Regions from separate parts of the Sus scrofa genome. Here regions 1, 2, 3, 4 and 5 are each linked to region 6. A link is a contact called in public HiChIP or PLAC-seq data. All regions are on one chromosome and are shown on one strand. Each heading gives the region's core, a stretch centred on a gene start, on an enhancer-like site or on the middle of the called end of the contact. The rest is flanking DNA. Distances are from core to core; before and after follow the strand shown. Region 1 has its middle 490 kb from the start of QKI. Region 2 has its middle 640 kb from the start of QKI. Region 3 has its middle 450 kb from the start of QKI. Region 4 has its middle 510 kb from the start of QKI. Region 5 has its middle 570 kb from the start of QKI. Region 6 overlaps LOC110259878 (a long non-coding RNA gene).

Region 1 (3,255 bases), core at 125-2,624, 560 kb after region 6:
GAAGGAGAGGGGCTCTGCCACGGTTTCCCAACTGGCGGCCTCACACAATTCATTTTATTGCCACCCAAAGCCACCTGCTGCTTGCATTTGTGGTCTGTGTGGCACAAGGCCAGTAATATCAGCCAGGCAGGGATCTTGTCTCAGTCTCGAGGGCAGATACAAATTGTCATCTTCAGTGAATACTTGTTACGTGTAGGGCATCCTGCCAGGAGCCATCAGTGAGAGACCAGGAGACACAGATGAAGCAGGTTCTGTCCTGAGGGACAAGATGTCTCATACTAGTTACCGCTAGCGTGTCAATTTCATTTCTTGGTAAATATGAAGAATGTAGTCCCAAATTTTCTTACTCATATCCTGATGGGTTGGAAAAAGTCTCGTGTTTCTGTTGCAGAGCAAGGTATCTTCTCTTCATATGGTTTAGGTTTGTGTAACAGAAGAGTGTTTTGGTTATTACATACGTATTATTACGTTCAAAAATTCATGGGAGATTTCTTGCTCAGAGCTAAGCAATAATAATAATAATAATAATAAAAATAAAATATTTATCTTAAGAATTACATTGCACAGGCAAGTTTTTTATTTCTAGGCTGGTCATAAAAAGTGACCTTAGAAAGTTTTGAAAACACACCTGAGAGAAAAGGAAACACTCATCATTTGATGACATCTTCCAATGCGCTGTCAGTGATGACGCTTTTGTGTTAATTCTCCCAGACACGCCTTTTTCTTTGTCCAGCCCACAAAATTTAAAAGCTCAACCTCAAAATTGAAATCTTCAGCCTAATTAAAAGACACCCTGGGGGCACTGGGTCAACGTTCGTTTACATTTAAGCTGCAGGTCATTTCTGAGTCCTCCTGGGGCCTGGATGAGGCTCTCTAGGGCTTGGACCGGCCGTGGGCGTGTGTGTCGCTGGAAGAGGTGAGAGAGCAGAACAAGTCAAACCCGTCTTTTCCAACCAGGTGAGGTGGACCAGCCTATGCGGCGTCAACCCTGAAGAAGGACAGGGCTGGGCGGGCCGCTGGTGGTGGTCCAGCTCTGGACCAAGGATGGGATGGATTCTGTCCCTGGGTGCCTGTGAGCCACACGGTCCCCTTCCCCAGGTGTCCCCTAGGAAAGCGCCCGGGGGTGGGGCCAGTACTTCCTGTTCCACCTCCCTTTGCTTCTCCCACCCAAGGGCTCCGAGTTGGGAGTTTGCCAAATAAAGGGAAGAGCCCCACGGTCGGTCCTTTGGGTCTTCTGTAGGTAGAAGAGCAAGGCCAGGCTCTTCATTTACTTTCACTTGTTCCGATTTTGACCTCAAGCTTGTCCGGGCAGCGTCACACTCTGGGTGGCAGAGTTGGAGTGAATGGACAGGGCTGAGAGGGAGTCCGGTCGGCCTGGCCCGCCAGAGTCGGCGGTGGGGCCGCAGGGACACCCCCCGAGGTGCAGGCCCGGCTGGTGGGGCTGCGGAGCCCCTCGGCTTTTTGAGGCCGTGGGGTCGTGCCACACGTTCGATCCCTTTGAGTCTCGTGCTGCAGCATATCCTTTCCAGCTGCCGCTCAGCCCAGGCTGCTTGCCTAGGGGTTTTGCTAATGAATGTAATTTTACAGCAACAAAAGGCACCAGGAGAACTGAAAGTTCTAGAGGGAAAACAGCAGTTTCTTTTTTTTTCCAAGTCGAATGTTTTCAGGCGCCACTGTTTTCTCCCACAGACGCAAACTCACATGGGTCCCGATCGAGCCAAGGCCCGGTTCTTCCCTGGAAGGTTTCGAATCACCCACCTACCAAGACATTTGCTGGAGTTTGAGATTCTACCTCCTGATTTAGTTCTTTTCAGCAGTAATGTCATGCACACTTTGTGTGTTATCCAACCCAGAGGAACCTGGGGTGTTTTACACCGTGTCCGGCTGCAATAATGAGACACTAAGAATATGATTCCAGCCCTGAAAAGGGGGCTTTGCATACACATCGGCTGTGTGGGGAATGGGGACCCGCAGTCTCCTGCCTTTGCTCCGTTTCTTCCCTTCGTCTGTAAACATCCCTCCGTCTACTTGCATAAACACTGAGGTCTTGCAATGACCGTGTGATTCGGGGCCTTTTTTCCCTCTGGGACTTCTGCTCCCCCCCCACCCCCCAGCCAGACGTTCGTGATGGTGGATAATCCACTGGCTTGTTATGGGTGTGACTAGATAGTCGTTTAGTGCTACTAGTGACTCCGAATCTGGCAGTGGAAGGAAGTGTCTGTTCACCAACAGGTATGTGGGATCCGCAGGCCTAATCCACCCACATCTTCACAATTTCAGCTGCCTCATCCAGAGCCATGAGCTGATCCTGGGCATCTTACTGCGTCTCCACCAGGGAGCAGCTCTGCTGACTGGTTCAGCACCTACCCCTCATTTCTGACCTGGCCATGACCGACCTCCATCTCTGGGGGCCTCCTGCCCTGCTTGGATGGTGGGTGGGTGGTGTGAGTACATTTTCGTGAATGAGAAGTAACATGTAGGTGCAGGGTAAGTCACCAATGATTTCCCGATCCAGTGGCTGGTTAGGTAGTGTAGGAAACACTGATTCATCCCCTGCAGAAGGTTCATAGGTTCAGGATGGGAAGTGCGCGAAGTCCACAGAGGCTCCTCAAAAGATAGTGGCTGTTAGGGTAGTGATGGCAGTAATGGATCTACGTGTTCAAAGTGCCATGGGAGCTGCTGGAAAAGTCAGCTGCTGACTTCGTTGTTGGGAAAACTTTGAGAAATGGTGAAGTGGAGTTTACTAGATAAGTAAAGCCAGGGGTCCCTTTGTGGTGCAGTGGGTCAAGGATCCAGTTTATCCAGTGTGGTAAGGATAAAGCAGCTTGAGTCACGGATGTTCGTGGGTTTAACCCTTGGCCCAGGAAGTTCCACGTGCCATGGGTGTGGCCAAAGAAAAAAAAGTAAAGCTAAAGTGCTAATAAATTTCAGGAGAGGAGGAGAAGGGCCTCAGGATGACTTTCACGGGCCCTGGAGACTATGTGTTCTTCCACAGACATAATCACTAAGAAGTCTACTGCATGACTCTGTCTATGTAAGGATGGCTTGGTTAATCTTGCTTCTTTAAAGATTCCCTTTCTCTTCTGGTTCTAAAAGAAAGAAACACATTTCATGGGCCTCTAAAAGTAGGGAGGCAACCACTGCGCCTGCGTTGCCTGGGAGAAGATGAGTGCGAAGGAAGAGAAAGAGAGGAAGGAGGCTGCGGGGAGAGGAAGGGAAAGAGACCCCAGAAAGAGACACAGTAACTGTGAGAGG
Region 2 (3,523 bases), core at 780-3,279, 700 kb after region 6:
CGACCCGGGGACCTCCGCCAGGTTAAATGCACCCAGACCCAGGGAGGAGCACACGGTGGATAACAGGGGCCCTCCCGCAGCCTGTCCGGGCTCAGCTTCTGGCTCCCCTGTTTACTGCCACACGGTCTTCAGCAAATTACTGGGCCACTGTCTCTCGGCTCAATGTTCCTACCTGAGAGCGCTGTGAGGCTTAACTGAAACCCCACTTGGATGCTGCTTAGAACAGGCCGTGCCTGACACTTATTAAATGTTGGCTGTTATTATTAGGATTAGGAGAGCAACCAAAACCTACACGTCCCTGAGCTTTTGTTTTGGTGAGTTTATGCTTCAAAGTCAAACTAATTTAACTTTAGAAATACAGAAAAAGACACTGCTCTTTGCTGAGGCCTGACTCACCAAACACCAGTGTGTGGTGTATGTTTACAGCTGATGCAACTGTTGGAAATAAGAGGCTTTGGAGAATCAAATGCCTTCAGAGTAGAGTCATGGGATGTGCTTTATTTGTAGGTGGCTGGTTAAATTCTGACCGGAGTTATCTTGAGATGGCTCTTAAGTGGTCTGTGTGAGATGCGTTTCAGGCTGAAGCCAGTTCCTAGACACCCAGTTCCAACACCCGAGACTGTTGGCACTGGTGTTGGAAACTTTTGTGAGGAGACCAGTCCTCAGATAAATCCAAGGGCCCTAAAGATAAATCCAGGGAAGGGCCACAGGACAGTGGCCTCAGACATAAAATCAGGGAAACCGGCTATGAATTGCTTTTGGAAGCTCGCCCGTCTCCAGCATTTCATAAACATTAACAACATCGGCAAAGGAATCAGTTTTCAATAGAAACTTCGACAATGAATGCAGTGCTGTCTTGACATGACATTGAACCTTCATCCGTCGGAAAGCAGCCTCTTGGGCATCCACGTGGTGGGTTGTGAAGGTTCAGCTCAGGCGCCCGTCGGCTCTCCTGAGTTACCCGACCCAGGGCCAGTGAGGGCTGAGTCTTTTTCCTTCGCTGTCCTGACCTTCTCTTATTTGTCCCCCCCGCTTTATCTCTGAACACCGAGATGACATATTCCATGGCACACATTCACCGACTTGCATTTTTCGGGGGTTGATCGTAAGGAGAAGTCAGACTTGGAGGAAACGGTTATTAAATTTACCTGCGGGAGGGATGCCTCTTGTCTATTTGATATGAGGTGAATGGAGCTGTTCCCTAAGTGGACTCATGCTCGCCCCACCCTTCTTTAAAAGAAAGAAAGTCACGGGGAGGAGTGAGGAAATTTCCAGCAGCTTTTCACTTTTCCCAGCTCCCACCCGGACACTGGCATGAACTCAAGTGTATTTAAAATAAAGCTGGTTTGCGGAGAGGGCTGTTGGCTTCCAGAGTTGGGTGAGCAATCCCCAACAGATGACTGGGTCCTATGACCTAATAAAAGAAGTATCTCAAGGAAGACTTCAAAGTTGACCTCTTTCCCCACAAGAGACGAATCAAGATGAACTTGGCCTTTGTGCCCTCCCCTCTTCCCAGCTCCCGCGTCCTCTTCCATCCTGTCTTCCTGCAGGCTGCATGGGGACACTCTCTCTTCTGTTTCTCCTTTGGGGAAGTAGTGGTCATTGTGGTTGACACCAGACTCATGGATGGCTGGGGGTGGGTGCCCGATAATTGCAGCACTTCTTAGGCACTTTTGTCTCCCAAATATGGCACCGTGGCAGCTGAAATACCTTATGAAAATAGCATTAAAATGTGTAATGTACCATAAATAAACAGAGAGACAGCCAGGAAGCTGTGCTAATCACTGCTTTGATGTAGCATGAATTACTGTATTTTTAAGGGCCTCATGTTTCTGACTGCTTGTTTTGACTCAGCTGCCACTGCTCCAGAGAAGGCTTGGACCCAGTGTTCCACCTCTTCTCCCTCCGTGGTGACAGCTGTTGTCCTTTGACTCACAGGAAAATGATTTCCCCACCCTTCCCCTGCCTCGCGGCCCTTTCCTGGCAGGACTCCCTGTGAAGCTCCAACTCCCCTCCCCTTGTCGAGGCCGGCAGAGGGCGAGGACGGCCTCTGGGCAGGGCTCCAGGCTCTCCCAAGGCCCTGTGTCATCTGCCAGCCTGTCCAGCGCTCCACGGCAACATCCTATTTTTATCTTGGGCACCCTGGCGCTCTCCCAGTTGGTTGGGCACGTCGGGCAATGGAGGTCGGGCCGGACCTGTGTCACCAGCTGCCGTAGGGCGGAATCCCCTTGCTGAGTGGAGCTCCCAGGAGGAAAGCATCCTATGCTGCAATCTTGGGGATCCATCAGGACATTCCTGCTTTGCCTGCGGGGCATCCGCCACTTACTGGAGAGGCTGAATCCTGACTTGCTACCGAGAGTGGGAGTACTTAAGTTTGTAAGCCTTCAGTGCCTTTCCGGGTCTTAGGATTGATCATGTGGATGTCACAGGGCACAGGTAAAGGCCAGAGGCTGTCTCCACGTTGTAACTGCCCAGGTAACCCCTTTCAGACCGGACTTCTGGGCAGCCCTCCCGCTAGTTCCGTTAATGATCCGGGCTCAGTCCCCCCCAGCTCTGCTCCTGGGTCCGGGAGCGCCCTCTTGTGGTTGGAAGAGCTCTAAGCCGACTTTTTTTCTTTTCCTATTTTTTTCCTAACATTGACGTTTTCTCAAATTTTGTGTTTTCGTCTAACCCCTAGAGTGAAAAGTATTAGCCGTTAGTTTGAAGATGAGCATGGGAGAGGGAGAGAAGGTGGAAATGTTTTATCACCATCTTTATCATCCTTGTACCGAAGCCCCTATCAGTCCACGTTCACTCTCTCAAACCAGAACATTTGAAATATCTCTTTAATGGTCTTTTTGCCTTCGGGATTCTATCCTCTCATCCTTATTATTTTTTTCTTTTTATCTGTCTCAAAATTAAACGAAATGTTCTTTAAAGCTTTTTGCTTTGTTTCCTTGTTGCCTTCTGGAGACCGTTCCAAGGCTGACTCTTTTGTGAAGTTCCCATTCCTGCCTCTCTTAGGTGCCTTCTTACTCCGCTTTGCTAAACCCTTTGGTGTAAGGCCCTCCACACCACTCCCGCCAACGACCATGGAGGCCCTGAGTTTTCCCTCCTCTGTGCCTCCTGTTTGGCTTCCGTGGGCGGCATCAGGGTCCCCTCGCAGGTCCAGGTCGTCCTCTCCCCGCCCACCTCTGCCCATCTTCACCAGAAGCTCTTGCTGCCTCTGCCCTGGCAGGTGCTTCCTCTTCTCACATCCACTGCGCTTGCAGTTCATGCTAATCTGCGCCTTGTGTCTTTCTGCAAACAATGATCATCTCCCAAAGGTGATTACGATCTCGTGGGTAGAGACTGACTATGTACCTTCTTCTTTCTTGGTGGATGCATCGGCGACAAGGAGTGTCTCTGAACCAGTGAACCTCACACCAGCATGGCCCCAGTTTACTGAATCCTCATAATCAGCTTCCAAGGTCAGGGTTAGTGCAATTGTTCCTATCATAGCCCAGGAGCCAGGGAGGTGCAGAGAACTCATGACCTTTGACTT
Region 3 (3,114 bases), core at 149-2,648, 520 kb after region 6:
GGGAGAAACACCTCTTTCCTTTAGGATCTAGGACCATAGAGAAATCTAGGTTTGTTTCAAGGGGCCACGGTCAAGGGAAAGTTGGTGTTTTTTCAGTGCCTGTTCTGTGCTAGCAATGTGGGAAGCCCTGTGCACATGACATCACCTAGTCCTCATTGCAACTCCAGGAGAGTTTTATCTTCATGCAATGAATGAGAAAATGTTCCAATGAGCCACAGCTCACTCTGGGTGACACTTAAAGGCAGGGCCAGGATTTCAACTCACCTCTGGCTTTAAAGTCCATGCTTCCTGCCACACAAGTCTTGGTTGATGTGTGTACCATAAAGGGAGAAGTCCTAAACCCTCTGCAGGCACCAACTTGTGCCTCATCCTCTGGTGCTGATGGGGTTTAGAGAACTGTGGGCTGGGCATGTTTGGGGAGTCTAGTGACACCCATGGTAAAATGATTCCCAGGCTTCCAGTTGGCCAGAGAAGGTCCTACCTGAATCCACGGTGGGATCAAAGAAATAGGTCATGTCAAATTTGCCTCCTTCATCTTTGAACAGGTGGCAGTGTACTAGAAGTACAGGCCAGTCTGAGAAATGAGAGAAGTACCGTGCTGCTAGATCTTTCCAGGGAATTTAGCAAATGCACATGAAAACCTTGTGGGCATATAAAGAAGTGAAGGTTGGGGATGGCTTCTGGCAGTTTCCATCTGGTGCCTCAGTGATGAACAAACTGAAAGGTTGGGACCAGGGTTTGTTCTTGGTCATTTGTTGTTGGCATTTGCACCAGTGCCTTGGAGGAAGGACTGAGGGGTGTGCCTGATTCCCAAGACGTGTGCGCAGGAACCAGAGCTATTCATCCTTACTCCTCTGGAAAGCCTCTTCTTTTGGGGGGGCCTTGACACAATGTCCTTACTTTCTCGCCTTCCGCTAGTTCCTTTGATGGATTCTTTGTCCTTTGCCTTAGGACCCCTTCTTGAGCTGTTCTCCCCGGTCCCTCAGTGACGACACCATCTGCTCTTGAGTTTGCTTCTTTCTGAATGACAATGCCTGGCTTCCAGCTCTGACTGATGCCGGGTATCTCTGCTTTACAGTGAGTCCCACTCACCACACCCTACCAGTGACCCTCGTCATTTACTCTTTTGTTACTTTTGTGTGTGTTTCCTACTTGACCGCAAGCCCAAGCTCCAGCCTCTCTTCCACATCAACCTGGTCCTCCTCCTGCGGTCAGCGCGTGGATGTGCTTTTTGCCATGTGTCCTGGTCATGGCCTCTGCTGTCACTCTTTCCCTCCCTCACTTGCCGAGCCTGTGTGGCTGACGTGCAAATTCCTCCTAGCTCCCTCCTCCCTCTCCACTGCTGTTATTCCCAGTCCTTGCCAGCCTCATGCCTCAGAGAGATTATGGAAAGTTTCCTCATTTGTGACCCTGTAACTGCTGTGCTATATCTGGCCTTGACGTTTCATAACATACTCGACATTGCAGTCAGAGAGGTCTTTTAAAGTGCAGATCTGGTCAGACGAAGGCCGTTCTGTTGTTCCTGTCCCTCCTGCCCCAAAGTGTCGGACAGCACTTACTCTGCCTGCAAGTCCTACCCCAGTTTATTCTTCTATCTCCTCCCTTAGAGCCCCAGGCACAATGAATTTTTGTTTTTCATCTTGAATAGGGCATGCTTCCTCCCATTTTCCCTTTGCCTGAAATAGTCTCTCCTCCTCTGGTGTATGTAATTCCTGCTCATTTCTTCCTTTTCTTCTTAAATTTACTTGTTTTCAGAAATCTGCTCTGATCCCCCAAGCACCTGAGTCAGCTGTTCCTTTTATGTGCTCGCTCAGCTGTCACTTAGGCTGAGTGACCCCAAAATGGGCTATCAAAAGGCCAATAAAACAATTACCCTTTGGATTCAAATGTTTAAGGAATACACTGAGGCTGGGCAATATGCAATGTATCTTATGCACTAACAAGATAAACGGTTATTCTGGGTGGGAGAGTCGCCTGATGGAGTCTTCCTGGTGAAGGTGATGGATCCCCTCCCCCACCCCAGACCCTCATCGTGTTCTGAGGCAACCTTCACATGGCCTTTGGGGCCGGCTGTACACCTCACACTCTGCAAAATCTTCTTAACTGAACGGATTTCCACCCATCAGTCTCATGCTCAACCCTAGCATTTAACCGTTCTGCTGTAGGTAGTAATTTTTTCTTTTGTTATCTGCCTGAAACTTTGATTCCTCACTTTCTTCTTCAGCTTTTTGTTGCAGTTGTTTAATTACATGAATCACCAGGGGGCATGACCCTGGGATTTGGGAAGAAAATGAAAAATTAAAAAACAAAAGATGGCAAAAAAATGCCAACAGCTCATTTATCCAAGCCAATGCTACTGCCCGCTCCTGGCTCATAGGTGAAGACCTCTGAATTAAATCTGTAGCTTATGGATGGTATTTCAAACAGCCAAGTTTCATGTCTTCAATTTGTGAAATTATTAGCTGGCAATTGCCTACTTTCTTCTTGAGATCTTCTTTTGAATCTTGCTAGTGTTTTCATTAGTCTGCTTGGATAAGATTTAAAAAGACGTGTATAAAATCATGCTGTATTGAAACAAATACCAGTTGTAAAATGTCTTTTAATAACTAAACCAACATAACCCCCGGAACACTGTAGGCTCTCAATAAATGTTTATTGAGTTAAATTGAATATTGTTAATATTTTTATTTACCTTCAGAGCACTCTCTTTCTTTTTTGGTCTGCAAGTATTTCTAATTCGCTTTTTATAGCCTAAGGAACGTCATTTCCAAGTATGTTGACTATTTCCTTTTACATCGTGACAATATATGTGAGGCACAGTCCCTTGAAAAATATGAAACCACATGTTAGGAAAAAATTATGTTGAAGATTTAAAGAGAAGAGTCATTTTATCTAATTCAGCTACTGAAATCCTGAGAATAGAGTTTTTAAGGCTTTATTTTATTGTTCTGTGTCTCACCTGAGTCTTAAATAATCTCAGAGAGAACACACTATAATATTTTATTAAGAAATAAATAGCTATTCGCCAGGCAGGAGAAACATAGTAAAATGGGTTATTTCGTTGTTGAGGTAAAAAAGTTACTAGTACTATACAACAGAGCATGAAAATGCTGC
Region 4 (3,322 bases), core at 790-3,289, 580 kb after region 6:
AAGCCCCGTATCACCTGTTGGCTTGATTATTCAGGTGAGATCCTCCAGTTCAAGTTTATAGTGAATTTTCCTTTCTGTGTCAACTCCTAGCTCTGCCTCCGAAGATGGGATTGGGCAGCCCAAGTGGAAGTCAAGTTTCTGAGTGCTCTGCCCTTCACCCAAAAGTTGCCCGCACGCCTCCAGATGGCACTTTCAGCTAACAGCCTTGCCGGATTGATTTTGATGTGGAAAATAGGCTCCCTTACAGATGGGCTTTGCAATCTTGCAGTCACCGCCCTGACACCTCTGCCCTTGAAGGGCCGTGTGTGAACCCACATGCTGTGCACTTGGCTTCTTTCTAGAGGAAGAGGCTGGCGTCTGATAGGTCACCTTAATGACACCATTTCCTTTTCCCCGACACGTTTCCAAAATCTAATTATAGTGCCTGTGACACCCTGGGACCAGCCAGAGCCAGAGATTAATACAAAGTCAGAGCAGGACAGCGAGCTCCCTGGGGTTGTTTAGGGCTCCGCATGCATGGTCCTCCAGGAATGGACACTGACACGCCGATCCAGTCACCACCACTCTAGCACATGGGGTGGGCCGTCTCCCCACCTGATTTTCTCCAGGAGGGGCACCGCTCCTGTCTGCTCCAGTGGGTCCTGCAATCTTCCATCTGCAATTGGACATTTTAGCCTGAAGTTCAACTTTTATTTGGGAGGTTCCCCCCCCCTTTGATAATGTCCTGCCTAGTTCTCTGTCTCACTCCTGGAAGAAGGTGCTGGAGCCTGCTATGCATCCTCAGCCTCTGAGGACAGGTTTGGCTGCTCTCCTGGGTGTATCGTCTCTGCCTGGAGAAGAGATGCTGTGTGTGAGCATCTGGGCTTGGGTAGGGCACTGGTTTTGCTCTCCTCCCCAGTCTTATCTGGCCTGAGACTCCACACTGGGCCTCCCCGGATAGTGGCACTCACAGGGCGCTGGCCTGGTGTGGGTCTGAGGCTGGTGGGTGGAGAGGGCCCTGGCAGTGGTGGCAGAGCTGTTTCCCTCAGATCTGGAGGCCTCATCATACTTAGAAGAGTTCTGAAGACCTGCCTCTAACACGTAAAAATTCCTCACTAAGATTTTAACGGGAAAGAGCCACTGTGGTGGCTCAGTGTTAATGGCCCTGACTAGTATCCATGAAGACTTGGGTTCAATCCCTGGCCTTGCTCAGTGGGTTGAGGATCTGGTGTTGCTGTGAGCTGTGGTGTAGGTCGCAGATGTGGTTCAGATGCCACATTGCTGTGGCTGTGGGGTAGGCCAGCAGATGTAGCTCTGATTCTACCCCAAGCCTGGAAACTTCCATATGCAGTAGTTGTGGCCGTAAAAAAAAGGAAGCAAGAAAGAAGTCATGGGGAATTATTTTTTGTTCCAGAGCCGCACATGCAGCATATGGAAGTTGCCAGGCTAAGGGTCCAATCAGAACTGCAGCTGCTGGTCACTTCTATAGTCTCACCTGCCACCTAGAGCGCAGGTTGTGGCCAGATCCTCAGCCCACTGAGTGAGACCGGGGATTGAACCTGCATCCCCATGGATACTGGTGGGTTTTGTTTCCCCGCTGAGCCACAAGGGAAAGATTTCAACGGGAAATCTAAGATTTCAACAGGTCAGAGATCATCCAGCTATCTTTGCTTTATCACCAGGGAGGGGGCTTAGGTTTACAGGGAAAATGTGAGGAGGGGGGCTGTGAAAGTCAGGAAGGAGGGAGGGCAAACACAGCTAAAAACCAAGGCTCAAGTCGCACGCAAGCGTGCAGAAGCTCTTGGAACGTGGCCTCAGCACTGCAAGCAGACGGCAAGCACCAGGAGTCCTTTTGTTGGTAAGGGGAATGGACCAGGGTTCCCAGACTCCGGGAGCAGAGCAGATGATATAAGTTCCAAGAAACATCAGGAAGTTCCTGCAAAGCCATGATGCCCAGGCCTAGCTGGTCGCTTGCGCGTTTCTTCCCCAGCTGACACTCAGCGTTCAGGGCTGCATGTCGACACTCTCTGGCCTCCAAGGTCACTTCCTCCGTGGAGCCTGACGTGTGAGCTGTGCAGGGAGGCCAAGGTCAGGGCAGATGGAAACCTGATCCAGGGTTTTCAGAGCTGCCAGAGCATGGGAGGGGGGGTGCTGGGGGAGCACAGTGGGTAACAGCTTAAGGTGCCCTGTGCACGGGGCCCATGGCACAGGGCCTGGGGCTGGGAGTCCCGCAGCTTCCAGAAGCCCTGCTCAGCCCTGGGATGCTCTTTTGGGAGGTCGGCCACAGGAGCCCAGGGTCTCCCCTTCGGCAGGGGTGTCTTCCACAGGGCAGGGGATCAGGGCCTCTGTCACAGGAAGGATTGCAGCCCCATCTCCCCTCTGGGACCTGACAACAAAGGACAGCAGCAGAAACACAAATCCCTGGACAGAGCTGTGTGGCCTGGGGACTCGCGATTCGGGTAGAGGAGAGACTCCTGTCCAGGGGCTCCTTTGCCAGCAGGGCCGTTTCCCATGGAGCCCCCCTGCTCCCCAACCAGCCCCAAGCCCAGTTTTATGGGGAGACTGGCAGGTGAGAAAAGCTGACAGGTCTTGGCTCTCCCCTTGTTTTGCTGTCTCAAGTTCAGAGCCAACATTACAACTTACTGTATAGAACATGAGCTTCCTCAAGAATTAATCCACCAGGGTTCTGCGTGATTGCAGCCAACTGTGTGAATCAACCAAATAGTGACAGGAAAAGAGTCATCAGGGCTCCTCTTGCTGGGTCTGAGATGCGGGGTGGCGGCGTCGTGATGGCGGAACACTTATTCCTGGTGACAGTGTCAGAACCAGAGAGAAAACAGCTTGATTTCCAGGTTCTAGGTTGAGCCCGCCAGGCTGGCAAAAAGTCTATTGCTCTGCCAACGAAGCAAATTCGATTCCTAAGTTGCGAGAGAGAAAAAATTCTGGCCCTTTTATGTCCCTTTTAATATAACGGCACTTTAATAACTGGCATCTCTTTATATCATTCCAGAATTTTAAGACTTCACTTGGTGTGGGGCCACTAAGCCACACTCAAGAAGCTTCTTAAAAAAAATCTTTAAAAATAACACAGAGTTCCTATGTGCCTGCATGTGTGTGTGTATATATGTATGTGTGTGCACATGCGTGTGTGTGTGTGCGTGTGTTATTCCTGTTTGTGCATGTGTGTGTGTATTATGCATGAGTGTGTATTATGTGTGTGTGTGTTCACTACTTTGGATTGTATGACTTTCAAACCGGCTGTTGCAGAGGGGGGAGGGTTTGTGTTTTCTAAAAACTACAGCAGCCATGAGTGGTTAATGTTTTTCTAGACCCAAATCGAGGC
Region 5 (3,113 bases), core at 500-2,999, 630 kb after region 6:
TGCAGACTGAGACATTTGGACTTTGAGACGATGGTGTGACTTTTGGTGTAGGTGAGGATTTGGGAGTCCTCTGCCTTCAGAAATAACAGTAGCAGTACTTCAAACAGTGGCTAATATTTATACTAACATTTTTCTCAGAACCGTGCCTGTATCCACTCATTTAATCCACACAATGGCCCCGTGTAAAGAGGACCTGTGATTATCGCTAGTTTAATTTTTTAAATTAAAAGATCGTTGATTTACAGTGATTATGCCTAGACCAACGATTAAACAACTGAGACAGAGAGTTGAAATAACTTGCCCTTGGTTCGACCTTAAAATGTGGTAGAGCAGTCTACCACCAGAACTGGTGCCATTAGTCATGCCATTAATGTGGAAGTTTAATGTGCGGGATTAGAAGGGGTTTCTGAGAGAAAGGGAGAGGAAAAGGAGAAGATGGAGGATGGAAATATCTGTATTTCTGGTTCCTTAGAGGCTGTGAAGGAGACAATTCACTTTTAGGGGCGTGGCGAGGGAAGGGAGGGGCGTGGCGAGGGAAGGGAGGGGCGTGGCGAGGGAAGGGAGGGGCGTGGCGAGGGAAGGGAGGGGCGTGGAGGACAGAGAGGAGGGGCTTTGGGGAAGGGGCGGGGCCTGGCCAGAGGAGGGGAGGAGTGTGGGGAAGAAGGAAAGGGCGATGGAAAAGGCAAGAGCCTGGGGGCGTCTTCCTGGGCCTGAAGGTCCAGCCTGCCTCCTACTCCGTTATCCATACATCCCGAGATTAGGGATTAGCTCTGAAGGGACCCACGTGGCCTGTCTTGCTTCCCCACAAGCTCCCGAGTCCCCAGTTCAGAGTATCCGCCGGCAGCTGTTCAGAGTGTACCCAGGCATCAGCATACGGTTCTACTGCGGCCTGGGGAGCAGTGAGGACCAGGGGCGGATGGATTTGCCGTGCGTTTTTCTGTTCAGCCATTCATTATGGTGTATTCCCAGGTGGCATGCACGTTTCTGTGGGGTCAAAAGTTGAAAAAGGCTCTATTCCTTCTCAGGGCGTTTGGAATCCAGTTGGAAAGTTTGGAATATTTGGCTCCTAATGAACCATAGAAATATCATTGAAATATTTCCCTACCGCTAATCGTTAGGCTGAATCTGACAACGCTATTACAAGTTAAGATTTTTAAATTGTCTCCGTGAGTTAAGATAAACACACCCAGAATTCACAGGCAAGAGACACAGTGCAGGGCATTAATGCCCAGAAATGCCAAGGACGGTCTAATTTTAGAAGAAAGAACCCAGTGTCCGAGAGCCTGGGGCAGGGCTGGAATGCCTTCGGTCTGAGCCAAAAGTGCCCCAGCTCCACCCCACCCCACCCTACCCTATTCCACCCCACCACACCCCTCCCCTCCCTGACCCCAAAGAGTTTGTATTAGGAAAACCTTGGATACCAGGCAGCTCTCTTGTCTTTCTTCGGAGGCTTTTAAAAAATTGCAATTGATTTCTTAGAACTAATAAAATAGGTTTATGACAATCGTGGTAAATGTGATTTCATAACTTTAGCCTAATGAGCAAGGTTCCCTGCTCCAGGGGGAATGATTCTGCATTCCTTTGGTCATTCAGACCTGGGTGAGCCCACGAAGGGACTAAAACTTTTTTGAAGGGCATATTGTCAGGTAGCTGACAGGGTTTACCTAGTGAAATGGGAAAGCACAGGTGCACAGATTTAGCTTTGTCCTGTCCAGGGGAATGAAAATCTATTTTTAATCAGTGTTATAGCATCGAAGAAGTGTGGCATGTATGCCTGCTATGAGCAGTGGCAGCTGGCTGGAGGCTGGCAGTTTGTCATCCCAGTACTGGGTCTAAAAAAAAAAAATCAAGTCATCAGCTGAAAAAAAAAAATCTAGACAAAATAATAGTAGCTAACATGTATTGAGCATACATGCTTGGTGCTGGTGGCTTCACTTGTATTATTTCATTTCTCTTCCCCTCAACCCTATGAAGGTTCTATAATTATCCACCAGGTAAGTAAGGATCAGAGGGTAAAATAATGTCCAGAGTTCCCAAGGCCGTGGTGGAACTCCTGCTTGAACATCGCTCTAGCTTCCTAGTGTGTGTGCTCTGCAGGTCTGCTCTGCCATCTCCCTGACAGGCTACCAGAGTCACCTGGTGGCCTCTGAAATCTCCCCACTGACAACATGGAGCCACAGACTGTCAACTCCATAGGAGTCAGATCCTGTTTCTCTGATGCCAGCACTCCCTGAGAGCCTGCCTATAAATCCATACTCAATATTGGTTGAATGAGTGAATGAATGAATAGGTGAATGGGTGATGAGTGAATGAAAGGAATGAACCATATTAAATCTTATACTGAGTCAGTTTGTGGGGGAAAAAATAGGCTGACAAAAGTGTCCAGGAATTTGGGAAATAGAGCTTTAGGGGAAGAACCTCTATTTCCAAAAACATACTCTTTTTTGCAAATTATGCAGTTGCCTACATAGCTGATGAAATTCATCAGTGAAAGTGGTTATGGTGTGAGAAGAAAGACCTTTCTTCTTCAGGTTCAACTTCATTGTGGGGAAACACTACATCCATAGCCACATTTTAATTGCTAGTGGGAAAGAGGGCAAATTAAGATGCATTTAGTAGTGCGAATGCTTAAATTATCTGGCAAGACAGAAGTGTTAAATTGGGGATATATTAGTTATGAACAGACTGAGTAGAAAAATCATATGATAGGGACTCAATAACGTTTTAAGAACTACTTGTCATATTGGGTTGACTCTGCCTTCATGAAAGAGGCTTGCATCTCAGTTTTAGCTCTGTGTTTAGCGGGTTTCTTATTGCCTGAGAAACACTGTAGACAATATTTATGAGGGCTGGTGAAACCAGAGCAGACCTGGATGATTTCATGATCTTGTTTGTCCTGCCCTTACATTATCCTCTCCTATTTGGAAGACCCTCCTTTCGAAATGCGAGTTTCTAACTCATGACTATGGGGTAGAAGATTCTGTTTACTGAGGCAGGACACTCCCATGTTTGCGAGGTCAAACACCTGTGTGTAGAGGCAGGCATTCTGACGCCAGTGTCTCATTAAAGCCCAGCCCATCTGCGGGAGAGGTGCGCTGTGCTCCTTTGGCGGA
Region 6 (3,277 bases), core at 183-2,682:
ATCTTGGTGCTGTAGATGCCGTGTACACGAAGAACAGGCAAAGTGATCCACTGTGGGAGAAGCGGAAACTGTGGTCAGCTCTGGCCACGCCGGGATTAACTGGGAAGGGCCTGCAGGAACTTTGCGGGTGATGGGAATTTTCTGTATCTTGATGGAGGTTTGGGTTATACGAGTGTATGAATTCGTCAAAAGATGAGCAAATTTACACATAAAGTCTGTGTGTTTCTCTGTAAACTGCTTCTCTTTGCGGAACAAAAACAAAAACCCTGTAGCATGCTGGAGAGAAAGGGCTATGGTCCTTCCTGGAAAAGTTCTGGGAGGGAGACGGGGATCCAGCCACGTCCTGCAACACCGCAGTGTGGGGCGTGGACCGTCACGAGGCCCAGGTCTGGTGGGAAAACATTAGTGGACTCAGTGTCGGAACCCAAGGGCGGGACTTCTTAGAACTGAGAATCTTGAGACTGGTGAGGTCTCCAAAGGGCCCTGATGCGGGTGGCACTGCAGGCCCTGCCACACTTCCTCTCCCAGTGCCAGCTGTCACCAGAAAAGAGAGCGTTCATGTCTCAACTATCAGAAACCTTCAACTAGCATAAACCTCAGGGCTGCCAGGAGCATTCACAATCACCAAGTGTCACTTCGCACCCAATGCAGGACACCCCCCCTCAAGGCACCATCCCCATGCCCGGCAAGGCCTGCCCTGGGTGCACCAGATGTTCCATGTCTTCTGCTGGGGGGCACTTAGAAGTGCCTTCAATGCTTTCTATCCAAAAATGCTTAGCTTGACCTCGTCAGAGGCTCTACAGCCCCACTTTACAGGCAACACAGGGGACAGAAGGACGAACTAAACAATGTCACAAAGAAGCAATGGGACAAATCCAGGAGGTGAGGTGTCGCACAGTGTAATTGGCCCAAAATAAGTTGATACCCTAAAAAAAGGACAGTTATGAATTAAAGAGACTTAAGGAACATGACCACCTGTGAAAACGAATGGCCATGGATTTGTTATTGATTTGCACAAAATTACGGTAAATAACACACATTTTGAACATAGACTATTGATGAGAAGAAATTTAGTGAAGTAGAAAGGTAGAGATCATTGAATAAAGATATGAAACAATACACTCATTTTGTCTAATTTTAAGATTTTTTTTTTCGGGCCTCTAAGATATTCACAGCCAGGATCACTCAGTGATAAAAGGGTTTCTTCTTCTTTTGTGCTTGCTTCTATTTTCTAGATTTGCACCATGCATATGTACCACTCCATCTATTGTGGGTTGAATTGTGTTCCCCCCCAAAATTCACTGTGACTTTATTGGGAAATAGGGTCCTTGCCCATGTAATCAGTTAAGATGAGTCATCCTGGAGTAGCCTGGCCCTGAGCCGGTATCCCTGCTGTCCTCATAAAAAGGGGAAATGTGAACACACGCGGAGCATGCCAGCTCCGATGAAGGCGGAGATTGAAGCCGTCATCTCACAAGCCAGGGGGGGACTGGGAGAGCGCGGCCTCAGCGGGAAGCAGCGCAGCCCGCACCGTGTCTCCAACTTCTGCGCGCAGCACCCCGAGAAAGCAAATTGTGTTGTTTAAGCACCCCGGTCGTGGTACTTCAGTGCTGCAGCCAAAGGGAGGTGATGCAACATCTATAATAAGAAGAAAGGACTTAAACGCAGAAGTTAAAATAGCAAAGCCTGGGGCCCGGGTGGGGGGCGCCCGCCCTCACCGGTTCAGGAGCTTCTATTTCAAGGGCAAGAGGTTCCATTTTATAAACAGCTTGGACCAGAACTTTCTTCGTTACACTGCCTGCCCGGCCTTCCTGTCCGGGGAGCTCATGAGTCAGGCTCCTCTTGAGTCACCTCTGCTCCCCAGCAGCGCGGGGAAGAGGCTGCGCTCCCGGGAGCCTCCGGCAGCGGCCCTCACTGCTCCCCGAGGCCCGCCGCTGAGCCAGCGTGGTCCCGGTGCCCTCAAAGAGCCGCCGAGGCTATTCTTATAATGAAGCGCCTCATCCTCCCGTTACGTGGCCCAGAGGCCCGGCCAGAAACCTGAGCCGTCGGGGCCAGGAGATCAAAATAACTTCCAAGAATAACCCGGGCCGCGCTGCTCCCCGGGCGCCCCGCGGAAGCCCCGGCCGCCCCCGCTTCCTCCCGCGCTCCCCAGGAACGGGCCTATCATGTCCCACACGCTGAAATTCAATAAACTGGAACAATCGGAGGAAGTGTGGAGCTTTCTCCGCACCGGGACCCTGCTTATCAAAGTGACAAGATTGATTCAGTTGCTACAAACGTCCGAAGACTTCCTTTCCCAAAAGAAAGGCCGGGAGGAAGGTCATGTCCTTCGGCCACCTCCCCCGAGCCAGGCGCTGCATCTGCTTCTCTTCAAGCTGGTCCGGCAGGCGGCCCCCTTCCCAGCTCCTCTGTGCGTCCCTCCAGGGGGCGGGTGAAGGCAGCGGCCCTGTCACCTGCCTGGGAAGCGGCAGGGGAGGGAGGCACGTGGAGGGGAGACCCCAGCGAGAGAGGAAAGGGGCGGGGAGAAGAGGCAAAGGAGGGGGAGGCAAGGGCCCCTCCCCAGTGCCCGTGGTACCACCCTCTGCAGGGACCAGGCCCTCCAGCCAGGGCCCCCACCTGGGCTCCCCGCCTCCTCCGCTGCCCACCGAAGCCAGCACAGGCCCTCCCCTCCCTCCCCCGTGCCAGCCCTCAGAGTAGAGCACATTCTGAGCTAACTGTGTCGCTCCGAGTCCCGTCCCTGTCCCAGTCCTTGTCTGGGCTGCTCCCCTCAGGGAGTGACTGTCCCGTCCTTTTACAGGTGGTCAGGCAGAGCCTTCCCCCGACCTTGCTGAAGCCCCCAGCCCCTCTGCCCTGCACCCTGCGCCCTTCCCCTTGGAGGTGGCTAAGCTCACACCCCCTGCACTTCCCACAGAGCCCAGGTGAGCAGGGGGCACTGCCCAGCGGGCACTGAGGAAAGCTGCAGCCCGACCAGAAGCAGCATTGTGACATTAGAGCAGGTGTCCTCGGGTCTACCTCGGGGCCCCAGGGCCCTGCAGCCTCACCACAGGCCGCAGTCAGAGAAGCAGCCGCTGGACTGAAAGCCAGGCTCCCCCCTACCCGCCCCAGTCTGAGCCAGGACAGCACGACCGTGGGTCCCTCTGAAAAGAGGGGACGCATCAGAGTTTGGCCACCGCCGCTGGCGGAGGAAGAGGCTGCTCCAGGGGTAGATGGAGCTTCATAAACCTGAGACAGCCGGAAACAGCGCCTCCACCTGCACGACCCTGGGCCTCAGAGTCAG

The links. HiChIP or PLAC-seq counts read pairs in DNA pulled down with a chosen protein or histone mark.
Region 1: a contact with region 6 is called in an H3K27ac HiChIP or PLAC-seq map of skeletal muscle, with 2.2 times the contacts expected there. The contact joins two enhancer-like sites. A contact is called at or near these places in 5 of 47 Hi-C or Micro-C datasets (embryonic fibroblasts, heart right ventricle, retroperitoneal adipose tissue and 2 more) and 2 of 2 datasets of contacts at active chromatin or transcription factors (alveolar macrophages and skeletal muscle).
Region 2: a contact with region 6 is called in an H3K27ac HiChIP or PLAC-seq map of skeletal muscle. The contact joins two enhancer-like sites. A contact is called at or near these places in 8 of 47 Hi-C or Micro-C datasets (brain, fetal heart ventricle, heart right ventricle and 4 more) and 2 of 2 datasets of contacts at active chromatin or transcription factors (alveolar macrophages and skeletal muscle).
Region 3: an H3K27ac HiChIP or PLAC-seq map of skeletal muscle shows a contact between it and region 6. The contact joins two enhancer-like sites. A contact is called at or near these places in 2 of 47 Hi-C or Micro-C datasets (fetal heart ventricle and heart right ventricle) and 1 of 2 datasets of contacts at active chromatin or transcription factors (skeletal muscle).
Region 4: an H3K27ac HiChIP or PLAC-seq map of skeletal muscle shows a contact between it and region 6. The contact joins two enhancer-like sites. A contact is called at or near these places in 8 of 47 Hi-C or Micro-C datasets (embryonic fibroblasts, fetal heart ventricle, heart right ventricle and 5 more) and 2 of 2 datasets of contacts at active chromatin or transcription factors (alveolar macrophages and skeletal muscle).
Region 5: a contact with region 6 is called in an H3K27ac HiChIP or PLAC-seq map of skeletal muscle, with 6 times the contacts expected there. The contact joins two enhancer-like sites. A contact is called at or near these places in 1 of 47 Hi-C or Micro-C datasets (heart right ventricle) and 2 of 2 datasets of contacts at active chromatin or transcription factors (alveolar macrophages and skeletal muscle).

The regions. Positions count from the first base shown.
Region 1 is chr1:4,390,385-4,393,639 of Sscrofa11.1, reverse strand. No RefSeq gene overlaps it. Among named protein-coding and RNA genes, the nearest start is that of QKI, 490 kb to the left of the region's middle. Within about 2 kb of position 1,374, at least 3 of the 83 cell types and tissues checked have an H3K27ac peak or open chromatin away from gene starts, as enhancers often do. A contact at or near this core is called in skeletal muscle, where this site is marked.
Region 2 is chr1:4,245,992-4,249,514 of Sscrofa11.1, reverse strand. No RefSeq gene overlaps it. Among named protein-coding and RNA genes, the nearest start is that of QKI, 640 kb to the left of the region's middle. Within about 2 kb of position 2,029, at least 38 of the 83 cell types and tissues checked have an H3K27ac peak or open chromatin away from gene starts, as enhancers often do. A contact at or near this core is called in alveolar macrophages, liver, mesenteric adipose tissue and 2 more, where this site is marked.
Region 3 is chr1:4,427,590-4,430,703 of Sscrofa11.1, reverse strand. No RefSeq gene overlaps it. Among named protein-coding and RNA genes, the nearest start is that of QKI, 450 kb to the left of the region's middle. Within about 2 kb of position 1,398, at least 6 of the 83 cell types and tissues checked have an H3K27ac peak or open chromatin away from gene starts, as enhancers often do. A contact at or near this core is called in skeletal muscle, where this site is marked.
Region 4 is chr1:4,373,213-4,376,534 of Sscrofa11.1, reverse strand. No RefSeq gene overlaps it. Among named protein-coding and RNA genes, the nearest start is that of QKI, 510 kb to the left of the region's middle. Within about 2 kb of position 2,039, at least 22 of the 83 cell types and tissues checked have an H3K27ac peak or open chromatin away from gene starts, as enhancers often do. A contact at or near this core is called in alveolar macrophages, liver, retroperitoneal adipose tissue and 2 more, where this site is marked.
Region 5 is chr1:4,315,872-4,318,984 of Sscrofa11.1, reverse strand. No RefSeq gene overlaps it. Among named protein-coding and RNA genes, the nearest start is that of QKI, 570 kb to the left of the region's middle. Within about 2 kb of position 1,749, at least 4 of the 83 cell types and tissues checked have an H3K27ac peak or open chromatin away from gene starts, as enhancers often do. A contact at or near this core is called in skeletal muscle, where this site is marked.
Region 6 is chr1:4,948,051-4,951,327 of Sscrofa11.1, reverse strand. LOC110259878 (a long non-coding RNA gene) reads right to left here. Exons shown (of 2, transcript XR_002342280.1): 2 at 1,054-1,638. Among named protein-coding and RNA genes, the nearest start is that of QKI, 66 kb to the right of the region's middle. Within about 2 kb of position 1,432, at least 28 of the 83 cell types and tissues checked have an H3K27ac peak or open chromatin away from gene starts, as enhancers often do. A contact at or near this core is called in alveolar macrophages, liver, mesenteric adipose tissue and 3 more, where this site is marked.